2 separate regions of the Xenopus tropicalis genome follow, and region 2 is linked to region 1. The links are chromatin contacts, called in public Hi-C maps. All regions are on one chromosome and are shown on one strand. The core of a region is the stretch at or near the end of the contact, and the rest is flanking DNA. Distances in the headings are between cores, read along the strand shown. Region 1 overlaps ahcyl2 (adenosylhomocysteinase-like 2). Region 2 holds the start of ahcyl2 (adenosylhomocysteinase-like 2).

Region 1 (3,211 bases), core at 214-2,713:
CTTGTAATAAAAAAAGATTAATATATTACAGGGCAAACACTGCCAGTTATTGTGCATAAAGACAAGACTGACAGATACAGTTCCTTAGCACTGTCAACCTATACTAAACCTAAAAATTCACAGAATAAAGTGGTAACAGGGGCGCATCTACATGTTTTTATTTATACAGAACCATTGTAACAGTACACATTGTAACAGTTTTTTTTTCATATTAATGGTGGTAGTACAGCAAAAACCTGCCATACTCAGCCTTCCCTACCCTGCATGTGTGTGCCATACTCTGCCTGCCCTATGTTGCATGTGTGCCATACTCTGCCTGGCCTGCCCTACGCTGCCTGTGTGTGCCATACTCTGCTTGCCCTATGTTGCATGTGTGCCATACTCTGCCTGCCCTATGCTGCCTGTGTGTGCACTATACTCTGCCTTCCCTACCCTGCCTGTGTGTGCCATACTCTGCCTGCCCTATGTTGCATGTGTGCCATACTCTGCCTGGCCTGCCCTACACTGCCTGTGTGTGCCATACTCTGCTTGCCCTGTGTTGCATTTGTGCCGTACTCTGCCTGGCCTGCCCTACCCTGCCTGTGTGTGCCACAATGCTTTCACTGCTCCTACAGTCTGCACAATAACTATATATTAAAAAACTTTTTTAATTGCAGAACCACCTCAGTATATGTTCTTTTTGTAGTGTGCAGGGTTTATTTGTGGGTTTCTACTGCTCCTACGGTCTGTCTGAGGTGTGAAAAGGTGAACAATGCAGAGGGTGAACAATGCAGGGATTAAACGGTGTGAACAACACAATTGTTTTAAAACTTTTTATATGGCCTGGTGGGTGCTTTACAGAAGAACTCTCTGCATCTTGTATTGACTTTGTATTTGTTTTTACATTAAAAATACTGTACTCTAGAATTTGCTGTTTGGGCTTAATAGATATGCATCAGCACACAGTTTAGTGGAATAGTTTCTAATAACCAAGTAGGTAGGAACCTATTCTGTGCTGAGCCAGTGTGTTGCAATAATACAATTCTATTCAATTTAATTTGTACCATTTTGTCTTGCTTTGTAGGTATTGCTATCCTGATATCTTGGGCTATTGTTAGATGTGGCATGTAACCGTTCTATGTACACATTTACATGTATTTGATTATGATTGACATCAAAGTTATTTTCAAGGTTACCTGTGGGAGCAGAAAAGTAGAGGGAGGTGTGAAACTTTGTAAATTACCCCTTGAACATAGATTTTTCTCAGCCTTGTCTAAAGTATTGACTTCCAGAGAATGAATGAGTCATTGTTATAAGGTGTTGATAAGACACTGGGCAGATACTACGAGTAGAGCAAGGGGAAATTGTAGGTATGTTGCATGAAAGGAGGGGCTTGATAGTTTTTCTTTCACAAGGGATATGACTGGGGAGCAGAGTCCTGCCAGATCTTGAAACATTAGCTCTGTGAGCCACTGACTTTTGTAAAGTGTAGTTTCTGTTCACAGTTGGAAAGCAAAGGTGGGGGCCGAGTCCCTTTATAAGCTCCTTGACTGACTTGCAGTAGATTTGGCAGCCCTTTTCAGAACGCAGCTTTTCCCAAACATACCAAGAGTTGTCTCTCCTTAGCTTGAGGACAATCATTTTGCAGGTGAAGAAATGGAAAGAACGGAAAGTACACAAGATACCACTGCATTCAACGTGCCAGACTGGATGGTAAGAATATGCCCATTATTGCTTGTCTTAAAAAAATAACAAATTACACCCCACATTATTAACAATTAGCCTAATTGCTTATCTAAGGGAATCCATGTCTGAGCACAGGGGAAATTTTTATAACTGCCAGAGTCTCTAGACTTAAAAGCTTAGATAAAGTGTATACCTGTGCTTTTTGTGGGTTGAGACCCTGGGATATATTATACGGTTGAATGAGTGATTGTTATAAGATGTGCAGGGGGTCATTCACAAATGCCTGTAGACAAAATCCTATAAAGTTGTTTGCATTTGCGCACTTACAGACAATAGTTACACACCATTTCCTTGTAACATAAACAGAAAGCTATTTTTTTAGTTAGTACGTTATGCGTTAGAAAGGCTGCTTGAATTCAGGTATATTTGTAAATGCACAAGTTACAGTAACATTTTTATTGTTGATATCTAGCCAAGTTTCAAGCACCGTTTTTCAGTTAGTGTGTACTGTTACAATGGTTCTGTATAAATAAAAACATGTAGATGCGCCCCTGTTACCACTTTATTCTGTGAATTTTTAGGTTTAGTATAGGTTGACAGTGCTAAGGAACTGTATCTGTCAGTCTTGTCTTTATGCACAATAACTGGCAGTGTTTGCCCTGTAATATATTAATCTTTTTTTTATTACAAGTTTACATATAAAACAAAATAATGTGCTGCGTTGTTGCATGTACATTAAATTTTCTATTGGCTCATAGGTTAAGAATTACCGTACTGTGTTAAAATAAGTTCATTCTTGTCTTAGCAACTTCTAAAATGTCATATTTGTTCAACTTTGATTCGGGGTAAGCTTTTAGAGACTTCAAAAATGACAGGTATAGATTTGAACCCAAACGTACAGTAAATTAATAAATGTATGCAATTAGCGTATGTTCTATCAATAAATATACTAGAAGTAAAAATGCAAGACTATATCAAAAGTAACTCATTACTACAAGATTGTTGATTTGTAGCCTTCCAACTATGTTTGTTATTTTTCAATCTTAATTAAAAAAATTCTACCGACCATATGTGAATTTTGGTTATGATAGTTTCATATGGTGCTTTGCTTTGGTACAACAGTTGCACTGCCATGTCTGGGAGCTGTTAAAATCAAGTAAGCCTTCTGCCCTTGTGTTTTTAGCAACTAGGGATAATTTTACACAGTATCTTAGATCAGTGGTCCCCAACCTTTTTTGCACCAAGGACCGGTTTCAAGTAAGACAATTTTTCCAAGGACCGGGAGTGGGGGGGTGGCGCAACTAGTGCATGGTATATAATTTAATTATTACATATATAATGTAAATGTAATTATTTCATTTTATATTATGCACTTTATTTTTATTATTATTACTACTACTACATTATAAAGTATGATACAGCTCAGTGGGAGACCTGAGCTTGATGTGCCCCAGCTCCTTTGCTCTTCTTACTCCCACCTAAGTGGTGACATCCCCTGCCAGTTAGTATGGAGCTTTAAGTACTTTGGTCCTTGTCGCAATCAGTA
Region 2 (2,919 bases), core at 30-2,529, 35 kb before region 1:
TTCCATTATCGGCCCTCTACCACGTAGGTAGGAAAAATTCCGGCCCTCGGTACCACAGAAGTTGGACAGCACCCATGCCCCATCAGCCAATTAATGGGCAGAGTTCTGCCTTTTGCTTCCACACTACTTCCTGTTATAGTTAGAGCTGCATTATTTCTCGTCATGTGATCTCTGAGGGAGCACACAGCCCATCACTAAATGGTGGATCAAGGAAAAGGATTAAAAGGGCAACATTTATTGAGATATATATATATATATATATATATATATATATATATATATATATATATATATTACAGTTTGGCAAGATCAGTTGGTTAAGGATTCATTCTGGGGGTATAGTTTTCCTTTAAGTGATAAATCATACATAAAGTGCCCTGCACTCGCTGCCGGATGGTTAAGGTGTAGGAAAGATGGCCCTGCCAGTGGCAATGAGTTATGTGTTTTAAATGATATAAAAACCAGTAAAAATGCTGTTTGTTTTCAATGTTGTTTAGTGCAGAAAGATAAAAAGTGGCAAGCCTGGCTTCAAAGTTAATGGGGAAAATTTGCTTTCTTCACTGGAAAAAGTCAATAGTTTTTACTAAATGAGACACCTTTAAAGTCAGCCTATCAAGTAATAAACCTACATATGGCACCATTAGCCACCCCAGACTAAAACAGCATCTATGCCTATGATATAAGACTGGAGAAGAGGTGCTGAAGGACAGCTTAGACTTAGACAAATGGACATTAGGTCCTTCCTACAGTTGTCAGGGCATCCACTTTGATTAGAAGAGGTTTAAAATAGGTTAAGATTTATTTTTACAGCAAGAGCTGTGAAGTTGTATTGGCAGATACATTAGATAGATTCAAGACAGGGCTGGATGCCTTTTTTTGCAAGTGAGCTAAGCTACGTAACAGTAGTTTTCTCGTTCCCATGACACATGGATTTGGCCCTCAACTATTATCTGGCCTTAGATATCGCGCAAAAATAAATATAGCTATTCCAGCAGGTTATTCCGCCTACCATTGCAATGCAACGCATCCAACGCTAAGCGGCTGGGAACTAAATCACCAGCTGCATTACACGATCTCTTTCGCACAGATACAGTGTGCACTATGGGAATGGTAGTTCGAATAAATTCTTTCTTAGCCGTAGGAGGTGATGGCTGGAACTACGCATCCCGTAATGCACTGCGCGTAGGCGGTCAATGCTAACAGGGGCGTGTTGGTGGCTGCCGGTGGCAGCGTGTTAGTGTTTGTGTGCGGTAAGCAGGGAGCAGTGAGGACAAGAGGAGAGTTCGAACTGTGAATAGCCATGTCTGTGCAGGTCGCTACCGTCAAAATGGCAGCTATGGAGCTAAAAGATATGAACAGCGAACGGCCACCCGAGGGCCTCTCTCTACCAACTGTTCCAGCAGTCCCGGCCGTACCAGCCGCCGTTTCACCCACAGAGCCAGACAACAGTCCGATCCCAGCTCTCAGCCAGCCGATAAAAGGAGCACCGGCTTCCGCCATGAAAAGAAGTGACCCGACGCAGCGGCCAAAGGACGGTGGCGACGAAGCAGGGAGCCCAGAAGGAGCGGTCAGCGAAGCCCCACGCACCGTCAAAAAGGTAATTGCAGGTTTGCTGTATCTGTGGAGCGTCAGCAGTCAAACTCCAACTCCCAGCAGCCCCTAAGGATGGGGGATGCTGGGACGTCTAGATATAAGATCTTTAGAGGGCTATACACAGATTGGTCATCCTTGGTGAATCCAAACTATTCCTTGTTTTGCATTCCTATCAAATGAGAGCTTTTGCTCGCTTCATTGTACCAGTTTCTTGACTTTGAATGGGACTATTTTTCCTCCATCTTTTCTACGCGAAGGGATATCTTGCTGTTGCTAAGATGTGATTTTACCCTACAGGTGAACGCAGCAGCATTGAGTCAGAAATCCCTACACTGGTACTCCATTTCCCCTTGGCTGCACGATAGCTGCTCTGTGATTGGCCTCTGTCTCTTTCCTTCTCAGAGCTAGCTAAATGGTGCATGATGCACGGGGGGAGACGCAAATTATGCGCAGCTCAGCTGCACTGACGATAGTCAGGTGACCTTGAATTTTTTTCTTCTGTTCCAGTGCATCCTATTAGGTTATGTTTTTTCTGGTTTACACTGTCCATGTCTGTTAGCTTTAGGACTAAACTCCATGATGGACAAAACGAATACTACAAGTCATCTGTGGTTGCACTGTTCAAAATATAATGGGGCTGAAAGAAAAATCTGATGTGTAAACTATATGAAACAGTTTCCATCAACACACAATGTGCCTGTTGGAAGGGAACACACTGAATGCCGCATCTTCAGCCAACAAGCTAAAATCTGATGGTGTGTCACCAGCTTTTTTCCCCTCATTTAAATACACCGTTGAATATAGATGCAGGAAAAAAATACACTATCTGACTTTATTTGATCGGACTGTACATTACAGCCTGTTGCAAGACGAGCAGATAAAATCTGATGAAAATCTCCCATGGACTTAAGCCCTAAGACTATTTACTTTTTCTTTCATGAATATATCAAGGCAGGTCGGTGTTGTCAAATTATATCATACAGCCATGTTCGGGGTTCCATGGTGCCCCTAAATAGTGTACATTTTTCCCAGCAGTGATAAAAACATTGCAAATTGGTTTAGTGGTTCTAAAACAATTCTCAAAGCTGGTTCTGTGACATGATTTGGGTTCTCTGAAAAAACAATGTTAAGAACTACTGTTGTAGTGACCCTGCAGGAAGACTGATGGATTTCTTTCTAAATGTGAATGCATTACATAGTTCTAATAGGGAAGTAGTACAGAGATTTTCTTTTACTGTGCCTGCCAGATGTTTTCACCCGTAGTAACATAGTAAGTTAGGTTGAAAAAAGATATACGTCCATCACGTTCAACCATTCTGCACAGTT

Evidence for each region. Hi-C and Micro-C count contacts between places; a contact is called where the count stands out from the background.
Region 2: a contact with region 1 is called in a Hi-C map of neurula embryo, with 2.2 times the contacts expected there. The contact joins the promoter of ahcyl2 here to the enhancer-like site in region 1. A contact is called at or near these places in 3 of 5 Hi-C or Micro-C datasets (brain, neurula embryo and tailbud embryo).

The regions. Positions count from the first base shown.
Region 1 is chr3:87,233,788-87,236,998 of UCB_Xtro_10.0, reverse strand. All of the region lies in intron 1 of ahcyl2 (adenosylhomocysteinase-like 2), which reads left to right. Among named protein-coding and RNA genes, the nearest start is that of ahcyl2, 35 kb to the left of the region's middle. Within about 2 kb of position 1,463, at least 1 of the 11 cell types and tissues checked has an H3K27ac peak or open chromatin away from gene starts, as enhancers often do. A contact at or near this core is called in neurula embryo, where this site is marked.
Region 2 is chr3:87,268,506-87,271,424 of UCB_Xtro_10.0, reverse strand. ahcyl2 (adenosylhomocysteinase-like 2) reads left to right here and starts at 1,279. Exons shown (of 17, transcript NM_001016409.2): 1 at 1,279-1,597. The coding sequence starts at 1,301.